3 separate regions of the Mus musculus genome follow, and all the other regions are linked to region 3. Evidence: chromatin contacts called from public Hi-C and HiChIP or PLAC-seq data. All regions are on one chromosome and are shown on one strand. The core of a region is the stretch at or near the end of the contact, and the rest is flanking DNA. Distances in the headings are between cores, read along the strand shown. Region 1 overlaps Pdzrn3 (PDZ domain containing RING finger 3). Region 2 overlaps Pdzrn3 (PDZ domain containing RING finger 3). Region 3 holds the start of Pdzrn3 (PDZ domain containing RING finger 3).

Region 1 (3,228 bases), core at 385-2,884, 130 kb before region 3:
AGATTTTAATACCTCTCATCACGTTTCTTTTTTCCTGCTTTTTCACACAAAGGAGATTCTTATTTTTTACTTCATGCTGAGGCCCGTGAATAACATGGCTGGTCCCTAGTTACTCTTGTATCATGAGGAATTAGCATAGCGTTGGTACTCAAACTGTGAATAAGGGCCAGTTACCCCACTGTCCTGTGAGGAATAGTTCAAAGCAGCAAGAAAGAGGTAGGTGGTATTCCACAGAGGACAAAATAACAAGGAGGATGGTCCCAGCATGGCCTAAGGCAGATCCCAACCTCTCCAAGTGCCCAACACAAGAGGTGGCTCAGACTTTGCCTCCGGCCCACACACGTGATTACAAAACGATAATCCAATTTTGGAATAGTGTGTGGAATCGGATGTATTCTTTATGCTCACAACCCTTCAATGCAGATGTACAGATTCACTAAAGGAAAACAACCCTTTCACAAATTCATTGTAATGGCTGCTATCTGTCCTATCGAACTACACTAGCTATGTTTCTGAGGCTGCCATGACACCCCACGGTCCATAGCAACTTGGAGAGGCAAGGGTTCATCTGGCTTCCATGGCTGGGTCACAGTCCCTCACTGAGAGAAACCAAAGCGGGGGCTCAAGCAGGGCAGGGACTAAAGTAGAGGCCATGGAGGAGTTCTGCTTACTAACCCCCTCTGCGTGGCTTGCTCAGCCAGCTTTCTATTACAAGCCAGCACTACCCGCCCAGAGGTCGCACTGCCCCAGTGGGCTGGGTCCTCCTCTATCAATCAAGAAAGTATCCCCACCGACTTGCCTACAGGCCAGTCTGATGAAGACCATTCTTCAACTGAGATTCCCTCTTCCCAGATATGTTCAGCTTTATGTCAAGCCGACAAAACCCAACCAGTACATGAACTTTACAGACATCATTTTTCTCTCTTAACTCTCTGCATCGCCATGCCTCAGGCAGAGCGGCAGCCCCTCTTGGGATGACCCATCCTTCTCCTGGGATTTCTCAGAGAGGCCCTATGTAGAATTCTTTTTAATGGCTGAAGAGGCAAGGGTTCTGCCTTGCCACTGGCTACTCAGTCCAGGAGCTGACTCTCAGACTGCACATGTGACTATCACACTCCACGAGCCCATTGTGGTTCAGCTGACTCCTTGTGTATGGCGAGCAACGGGTGATGGGTTTAGTTCTGGGTGCTCCTGAGCTGGGGCTGCAGAGGAGTCTGGCTTCCCCTAGTTCCCTTTGTTGGGGTAGGGTCATTTCTGGGTTTCTTTTTACATCAGCACCTGCACAGCAGCCAAAGTAGGAAAAATCCTTTCCCTTGTATGAACACACAAAGGGGTTTTCTTCAACAGTTCTCCAGCTACACATTCTAATGTGAGAGCAAGTCAAGGAGGCCTGAGGATAGGGGCTTGGCTGCTGAATTAGCCTGTAAGCCATTACTGGGAGAAAGACTAGACTCTGAAGCCATAGTCACACCAAAGTGACCTTTCCAACAAAGGCCTGGTTCTTGGCAGCTTGGTAACCCCAGACCCCCTTGCCTGCCTTCTGGAGTAAGGAATGTAGGCTGGGCTACTGCTCCCCAAACCCCTGAACTTCAAAGGAATTTAAGCAACTCAGCCTAGACTGATGCCAAAGAAAACAGCACTCAAGGGCTCCCTGGCTAGAAGTCCAGGCACGGCAGCCCTTCCGTGTATAGAGCCTCCCTTTCCAGTCTCTTGCATGCGTGCTGAAATGACATCAGGAGCCAGCATGAACCTGCCAGGCAAACACTCCAGGTTCAGGGGCAGTTCAGCTCTCTCCAGGAAAGCTCAGGGATGTGGCTGTGATTCCCAGCTGCCCCATTTACTAAGTTCACAAGTGTGGCCCTGTGGCCTCCTGGCAGGCAGGCTATAAGAACCCCTGCACCACACCGCCTCCTGCTCGGGTTACAAGACTCATGTTTTATATCTTAATTCTCTCTGGGGTGCTTAGGAGAAATTCATGCAGCCAGATTAGCCTATAAATTACTCAATGGTTCACCAGGGGCCCTTTCTCACTCTCCCCATGGCACATATATCCAGGAGGAGAATCTTGGTGTCTAGATGCAGCTGTCTGCTGTACTACTAGGTTCTAGGTGGGTTCTCCTGGCAACAGATTTGCTTTTTATATCCCATTCAATGGGATATAAAATCATGCCATCAGCTGGGGGCCACATCTCATCTCCAGGAGAGATTTTAAACTGAGTACACCACCAGGTGGGGTGAAAACTAACCCAGGAAAAGAAGCCCCACGGTCACTAGGGTGACTGCGGTACCTCATGCAGCAGGTGTCTGAGCAGGCCAGAGATGCAGAATTCCAGGCACAATTGCTCGGGATGGTTTGTGTTCAAACAGCAAATGGAATCTTTCCATCTAATCTGTCTGTCTCCAGATCCCTTCCTCCAAAAGAAAACCACACAATGCAGTGAAAGAGGCATCATGCTGATTCTGAGAACTGGGGTCACCATTTCTCCTCCTAGAGTTCATCCTCTTCTGGGCTTGAAACAGTGCCCATTCGACTCAGCAGCTCCCAGGGACTTGCCAAACTTCAGAATTGTCTTGAAACCAACAATAGGCAGAATACGAAACAGGAACATTCAGATTTTTAGTCTTCTCTTGCAGACACAAAAGCGCAAGGGCTGTCTGCTCAGCCACTCAGCAGCTAGCTGTGAGCCTCGGCTTATGTCACGGGAGCAGCAGTGTTCCTCACACTGTCATTCTTCCCACGACACCCACACTCGGGACTGGTCTCTGTGATTTTTAAGAGGCACTGAAGTGTATGACTTTGGTTCTGCACCTGCCCTGGAAAATGTAGGATTGGCAGATTATCCAGAGGTAGGCGAGGAGATTTTCATCTGCTGTCTGTATGACAGAGCTGGTGTCAGCGACTGGGGGCTGCGGAAGTGTTGACGTTAAATCCTCCTCTTTATAGAAACTGAGAGGGAGGCAAACAGGGAAGAGAAATATTTAGAAGGAGAGGCAGTGGGGGGGTGGGTGGAGGGCGGGGGGTGGAGGGTGGTCCTGATGCTTCGGTGCCTGAGCAGACAAGCTGGCCAGCCTCTGAGAGGCCTTAAGGATGGATGTGGTTAAACCATAAGGGGTTCAACTCTTTCTTTTCCTCTTAAACTGTGCAGACTTATTTCTCATGGGAAACGAGACACCGAATGAAGTCTGACAGAGCAGGAGGGAGTGGCCAGACCTCCATCTCTCTGGCCC
Region 2 (3,332 bases), core at 239-2,738, 70 kb before region 3:
AAGTCGCCCGAGCCCCAGCCCCAGCCCCAGCCCCAGCCCCAGCCCCAGCCCCAGCCCCAGCCCGAGCCCCAGCAGACTTCAAGTAAGCTTTGTGCACACTTCCAGCACCACAGTCTCTTCTCTGCTTTTGCCGAAGCTGTGAATGTGCGCAGGCTCTCAGCAGAGGTGGGCTGCCTTGGCGTCAGAGTCAGTGGAGGCTTGATTCCATTTTCTCTTGGCAACTCCCAACTTCCTGGTTCTAAGAGGAAAGGGGGAGGGAGTCTAACAGTTCCATAAAAGGGCTCCAAAGGCTTCGTGGACACCAAAGAACTCTTACAAAACTACATTTTGATGAGCTACATGTAAATGAATCAGAAACACATGGCTCTCATTTCCTTCGTGACACGCCAGCCTTTCAGAGGAAGAGGTGGGGGAGTGCTCACCGTGATGAATCCACATTCTTGGGCAAATGTTAACAAAGGGGGTTCAAGACCCAAGTGAAGGCTATGATGGCCTCCCCCCACTCACCCCGATCATCTTCTGCGGTCCCTTCACATACATCAGCCAACCTGGGGTGCTAAGAAGATCACTAAAGCTTGGCATTCCCAAACTGACAGGGCACTTGAGGAATAACTTTCTCTGGTGTGGGGATTTGAAAGTCTTTTGTAACTGTCCCTTGCAAATCAGATAATGTTTGGCTGACAGAAATCACAAAGCAGAACACCTAAAACTCAGTGTCTACAAGACCCCAGTAAGAGGGTAGAGTTGGTATTTCCTTGAGAGGGGTACAGTGAATAAGTGGGCCAGAGTGGAGGAGCTTCGGAGTGCCGATGGATCTGAGGCTCAAAGAGTGGTCTATCCTGGAGCTGGGAAGCAACTGGGACACAGACACACCGTGACCTTGGCCTCGACTTTCTCTCGCAAGCATTTTATTAAGTCAATGAATTTTAGGGGGGCAATAATGAAGCTTGGGAGTGGGTGAGGTTTCTGGAGAGAGCCCACATCACAGGGTCAATTGTTCAACACCCATTGGTTAAAAATAAAGTTAACTAGGGTGTATTAATTTGACATGCCAGAAAGCCAGTGTGTCCAAGTCAAGAGACTCTTCCCTAGAGAAAAAGAAAGATAAAACTGTATATTTTTCAAAAAACGGTGAAACAGAAATGAGAAAGGAAGAGATAAGAAAAAAATGGAAGGTGAGCATTCAGTGTAGAGGCAATGAGTCCAGGGAATGCATCAGAACACACTCAAGAGCTGCGGAGAAAGTGGTGTGGGAAGTGGTACCTACCCTATGTGAAGCAGAGAGCTGGCTGTCACTGAACATCACACATCACAACAAACTTGTTCTTTTTGATAACCCAAATGGCTGGTGGCATGTCTCCACACGCCTTGGAATGCAGCCACAATCACTTTCTGTTGATAATGCTAGGCCTAATTATACACAAGTCGCACTCCAACACTGCCTTCCTTAGAGCTGAAGGCACAGCGTGAATTTTTGCATTGCTGCAGAATAAGGCACGCTCTGTTCACCAAGCCCGGGACTTGCTAAGACAACAATGGAGAATGGAGAGAGAAGCAGCGCAGACGTCAGTTTTCATGATTACCACTAATTAGGGGTCTGTTGAATGGGCAGAATGGGGTCTTTTCTTCTCTATTGATGAGCAAAGGGCACTTGACCGAGAGAAGCGCCACAGCAGGGAGGAAGGGAAGAGGGAGGGGGGTCAAGCTGCACTGTCTGTGCAGGCGTGGGTTCAAAGGCCAGCCCTGCAAGGTCTCTGCATGCAGAACAGCCACACAAACACATTTATAGCCACAGCAGCCAGGGGATCAGGAAAACACAGTTATGCCACAGTCTTACGCCTGGGGCCCAGCAAAGATGGAGCCCTCCAACTCTTAGACACGGGACTGTGGGCTGTTCACTTAAAGTTCAAGGAAAGCTTGTGAAAAGGAAACGGTAGTAAAGGACTGTGAAATGGGCACAGGGAAGTGTAGGGAGCCATGTAAATACAAGATAGGTACACCTCAAAGTAGTAGCACATTCTGCAGGTCAAATGCCCCATTGAGGTCAGGTGCTAGGCTTGGGTTAGCTGTCACTGCTGACCACACTGTGAGCTGACTCGGGTGCCCAATATTTGGACACTGAGGCACAATATTGTTGCCTGCAAAGTTTGCACTTGAGCACTGAGTTACACAAGAAACAATCATAATGTTTTTTTTTAAAGGTTTACGAGTTTGTATTGCGCTGCGTTCTGAGTGATTCCCGGGCCGCGCCCACTGAACATTCTCAGGAGCCCTGGATACACTGTCATTAATTTCTGCCCAGGCTGCACCTCTCAGCAAAGTTGTATAGCCTCGAGGAAACCTCTTCTTGGTCACTGTAACAATTCTATTGACTTAAAACATATTCAATTGAAGTATAATCTTTTGGGGCCTCTGGCTAAGACTGAGTGTAAACAACAGCAAAGGACTATCTACCTCTGCTCAGCTCTTCTCAGATACAGGCCTCAGTTGTCTGCTAGTTACTAAGGATGCTCATGTATGAATGAAAAAAAAAAAAGAATTTGTCCAACTTAGGTATGAATACAAAAGCAAGAAACTTTAATATTTATATCGAAGGCAGCTTTTTAAAAATGATTTGTTAGCTATTACCTATTTCTTTCTTTTATGTTGACAAGCATTTTGTCTGCATGTCTCCTGGGTACAAGGTGCCTGAAATGATCAGAAGAGGGTGTAGGATTCCTCTGAGACTGCAGTAATAGGTGGTTGTGAAACCTGGGTCCTCTGGAAGAACAACCAGTGCTTCAGCCACCAAGCAACCTCTCCAGTCCCACTGAGCAGTTATTTGACCCAAAGACTCATGGGTATGTATCTTGGTTGGCACAACTTTCTTTTCTTCTGCTTGTTAGAAAGTCATGCATAACTCCTAGAAAGTTCTTTTCAGATTAGTGTGTCTCAAAGTGGGTTTCCCTATCCGACTGCAGCAGCATCTCTTGAGGGACCTGGTAGGAACACAGGCTCCTAGCTATGCAGTCTATGGATGTGGGCATCCAAGGGGTACAGCCCCTTGCTATGTTAGGGGATTGTGTTGTGAGAGAACTCGAGTTTGAGGGTGTTGGCACTAGATCATTGCTCTCCAACCAATGCTGGCTCTCCAACCAACGCTGAAACCACTTGGGTCCCACTGTAAGTCAATTGAGTGATCAGCCACTGACTGTGGGAACCAGGCTTCCATCTGTGCAAGTTCCTCAGCTGATTTTACTGAAATCCACTGTTTTGGGTAGGTAGGCTTGCCTTAAAGAGCCACTTGTGAAGCCTCCAAGATGTAGATGTTTATAGTGCCTGCCAGTGGGAAC
Region 3 (3,407 bases), core at 612-3,111:
GATGGGGAGGGGGAGAGGGGAGGGGGGAGGGGGAGAGGGGAGAGGGGAGAGGGGAGAGGGGAGAGGGGAGAGGGGAGAGAGAAATGACTGAGAAGCGCTGAAGCTGGTGAACCTCAGGAGGGGAGGCTGACATAATTCCCGATCAGCAAGGGCAGGGGAATGGTACAGGAGTGGTTTAAGGTAATTGCAGGTACTCTGAGCCTGGCACTGTGCCAGACCGTTTTTCTACAGCCTCACCTTGATGGAAACAACATCATCTGACGGGCTCGAGGTAAACCGAGGCACCTGTGGAGCCTAACCCACAAGCCACTCCGCTGGTTACCCAAAGGTGGAGATGTTTTAATTCAAGGAGGCTATCACTTAAATATTACTTTCCGGTTACTGGAGCAAGTGGGTCGTTGGGTTCTTTCTCGACTGCCCAAATGAGTTCTCCTATGGGGCCTGGCTGTGTTTTCCTGCTCTAAATTGTTAGGAACCATAGTTTCCAACTTTAGAGAGGGATTGAGCTACTTGCTCAAGGTCAGCAGCCAGTGAGTTGGCAGGAAAGTGCATGTTTGAATCCAGCCTTTACACCGGGGCCTCTCTCCTGGCATCCCTTTCAAGCTGCACCATAAGGGCTCTGCTGCCACCTTTCCCCCTTTGCATCGCAGCAGATACACTCCAGGTCGCCCAATGGAGTGTCACATCCACACAGACCATGGCTCTGATCTTAAGCCAAGATGAGCAGCTTCCTGGGTCTCAGGCTGGTGTGCAGGCCAAAGCCTCTCAACACCTCCCTGACTCTGGAGTCATGCTCTCTGTTCCTACCCTACACTTGGTTGTAAGTTCCTTTTAGTGTTCGCAGACACACTCTGGCCCCCCAAAACTGCCGTAGCTTCAATTCACCCTATATGTCCTGCCTTTTGGGACCACAGTTTCTCAGTTGGAATTAGTTAAGTAACCCGCACGGAGTGATACAGCTGGCAAGCGCTGCTAACAAGAGGAGGCCGGAGATGCACCCAGGAAGACCCTGGCATCCTATATTCAACGGACCTGGGTGGGACTCTGGGTCAGCTAAAGAGGGTGGAGAGAGGAAGGGAGAGAGAGGGAGAGAGAGAGGCAGAGATGGAGAGAGAAGAGAGATTGCTTACCTTGCCGCCTGGCGGCGCGGCCACGCAGCGGCTGAGCGAGTCGAGGCGCGCGCTGTACTCGGTGAACTTCTTCTGGTAGCGCAGCGCGGTCATCTGCAGTTCGAGCTGCGCGGCGGCCAGCTGCGCCACCAGCGACTTCTCGCGCTTGCCGGCCCGCAGCGCCTCCTTCTTGAGCGCCTTGTGCAGCGCGCCCAGGCGGGCCTGCAGCGCTCCGTTGTGCGCCCGCAGAGCCCGCGCGCAGCAGTGGCCGCCCGCCCGCTGCTCGCCGTGCGTCAGCGGCAGCCCGCAGCCCTCCTGGCAGCGACCCACGGGCCGCGCGTCGCACGCGTCGCGCATGTGGGCCTCCACGTCGCGTCGCAGCAGCAGCTGGCCGCAGCCCGCGTGGCGGCAGCGCGCGGGCGCGAAGTCGCAGCGCTCCAGGTGCTCGGGCAAGTCCTGCAACTTGACCACCCGGCCGCAGCCCCGCGCCGCGTGCGCGCACTTGATGTCCAACTTGAGGATGAGACGCTTGAGGGGCAGGACGTGGTTGAGCTCCTTGGCCGATAGGCGACCGCGACAACGCGCGGGGCAGCTGCCCTCCTGCACTACCCAGGGCAGCACGCAGCCGGCGCAGAATACGTGGCCGCACGGGGTGGTCAGCGGGTCCTCCAGGACCTTGTGGCACAAGGCGCACTTCAGATCAGGGTCCACGTCGCCGTCGAAGCGATCCAACTCGAAACCCATGGTGGCGGCCGGGGCCCGGTGTCGCCGCCGGGCGACCGGCCGCCCCCTCCCTCCCTCCCTGCGAGGCGGCCCAGACACGCCGGCTACGCCGCCCGCTCTCTAGCTCGCTCTCCCAGGACTGAGCCTAATTGCTCCAGACTTCCTCGGAAAATGCCCGAGGAACAGGACTCCTCCGGCCGTATTGGCTCGAGCGCAAGCGCACTAACATCCTGCCTCTGGGGCCTCACGACCCTCTTTTGGCCATAGGGAGGGGGCCTCGAGGCACAAGAGGCTGAGTTTGACCACAAAGCAAGGAGACCTGCCAGAGACCGGAGATGGGCCCCCTCTTAGGGTCTCCTCTCCGCTTTCTTGGAGGATTCTCTAAGAGACAAAATACGCCAGCAGAGAGCATCTCCCTCGGTTTGGAGCTGCGTCTGTGGCTCTCGCCCACAGAAGTTTCCTGCCACATCAGGACTTTTCATTCCCCACCTCCTTCTTTCTCCTGTGTCTGCCTTTTAGAGTGAAAAATATCTAAGGCCCTGCTATCTCTGTATTTACGGTCGTTATTTATTTATTTCACTCGGGGGAAAGTTACAGCGGCTGCTGGACGCTCAGGCTGAAACTTTGGTCCCAACCAGAAGATCTGCAAACTGCAGTGTTTAGCAGCTAGAGGTTTCCAGGACCAGAAGGCGAATTTGCAGGAATCAGATCTCCCCTCCAGCTGTCTGGATGGGACAGGCCAGAGTGGTTGGCTGGATCCCATTCTTACACCTCTATAAAGAGGGCACTACAGTACCTCAAGCATTTTGCTCAGTTTCTAAACTGGTCCCTTAAAAAAAAAAAAACAAAAAACAAAAAACAAAACAAACAAACAAAAAAAACAAAAAACAAAACAAACAAACAAAAAAAAAAAAAAACAGCGCTACAATGTTGCGAGAGCATACTTTAGCTCCACTTGAAAACTATTGCCCCCACCCCCCCCCCAACCCCCGCCCCGTTACTGGAGCCTTGACTCTGGTGGTTTAAGAGATGGAGGAGTTTAAAACTTCAAGTCCCTGTAGCAACGCCTACCCCAGCCAACTTGCCAACAACATCCCTTCAGCTTGTTTTTGTTGTTGTTTTGTTTTCCTTAAATTAATTTATTTATTTATTTATTTATTTATTTATATGCTTATTGTTTTATCTCCATTTTCCCACTGGAGCAGTTCAAAGAATCGCTCTTTGAACTGAATCAAAGACAGGCTATTTGAGAATTTTGGGTCCTTTCAGATTGTGAACCAATGGTTCACCAGGAGCTTGAGTGTGTATCCGCGCTAAAAGAGCCTACCAGCCACGGAGAAGCTGCTGGTCTCTACACAGCCTGGATTTTAGCTTGATGGAAAAACCCTTGCCGTCTGGACCTTTCTCTTCTACTCCAGAGAAGCTTTTCAAGCCCAGTAGCAAGCCTGGCACTGGGTGGAAACACCACTTGGGGGATACCAGGCTAAGTGGAAAGTTCATAATGTGGGATACCAGTCTAAGTAGAAAGTTCATAACATTACCCATGCCTTTGGTAGTTTTTGTTTTTGTTTTACT

Evidence for each region. A called contact is a pair of places that touch in the nucleus more often than the background predicts. HiChIP or PLAC-seq counts read pairs in DNA pulled down with a chosen protein or histone mark.
Region 1: an H3K4me3 HiChIP or PLAC-seq map of embryonic limb bud shows a contact between it and region 3, with 3 times the contacts expected there. The contact joins the enhancer-like site here to the promoter of Pdzrn3 in region 3. A contact is called at or near these places in 5 of 39 promoter capture datasets (cancer-associated fibroblasts, cranial neural crest, embryonic stem cells and 2 more), 61 of 484 Hi-C or Micro-C datasets (the 3T3-L1 cell line, the C2C12 cell line, the C3H10T1/2 cell line and 31 more), 18 of 115 datasets of contacts at active chromatin or transcription factors (the NIH/3T3 cell line, astrocytes, cardiomyocytes and 11 more) and 2 of 9 other capture datasets (adipose tissue and embryonic stem cells).
Region 2: a Hi-C map of cerebral cortex shows a contact between it and region 3, with 2.7 times the contacts expected there. The contact joins the enhancer-like site here to the promoter of Pdzrn3 in region 3. A contact is called at or near these places in 1 of 39 promoter capture datasets (liver), 1 of 15 datasets of contacts at CTCF or cohesin (the NIH/3T3 cell line), 8 of 484 Hi-C or Micro-C datasets (cerebral cortex, muscle stem cells, reprogramming fibroblasts and 2 more), 4 of 115 datasets of contacts at active chromatin or transcription factors (the NIH/3T3 cell line, astrocytes, cardiomyocytes and 1 more) and 3 of 9 other capture datasets (adipose tissue, embryonic stem cells and pancreatic islet).

The regions. Positions count from the first base shown.
Region 1 is chr6:101,249,632-101,252,859 of GRCm38.p6, forward strand. All of the region lies in intron 3 of Pdzrn3 (PDZ domain containing RING finger 3), which reads right to left. Among named protein-coding and RNA genes, the nearest start is that of Gm33934, 21 kb to the right of the region's middle. Within about 2 kb of position 1,635, at least 45 of the 459 cell types and tissues checked have an H3K27ac peak or open chromatin away from gene starts, as enhancers often do. A contact at or near this core is called in astrocytes, cerebral cortex, cortical neurons and 7 more, where this site is marked.
Region 2 is chr6:101,306,758-101,310,089 of GRCm38.p6, forward strand. All of the region lies in intron 3 of Pdzrn3 (PDZ domain containing RING finger 3), which reads right to left. Among named protein-coding and RNA genes, the nearest start is that of Gm33934, 36 kb to the left of the region's middle. Within about 2 kb of position 1,489, at least 52 of the 459 cell types and tissues checked have an H3K27ac peak or open chromatin away from gene starts, as enhancers often do. A contact at or near this core is called in cerebral cortex, where this site is marked.
Region 3 is chr6:101,376,036-101,379,442 of GRCm38.p6, forward strand. Pdzrn3 (PDZ domain containing RING finger 3) reads right to left here and starts at 1,862. Exons shown (of 10, transcript NM_018884.2): 1 at 1,131-1,862. The coding sequence starts at 1,853.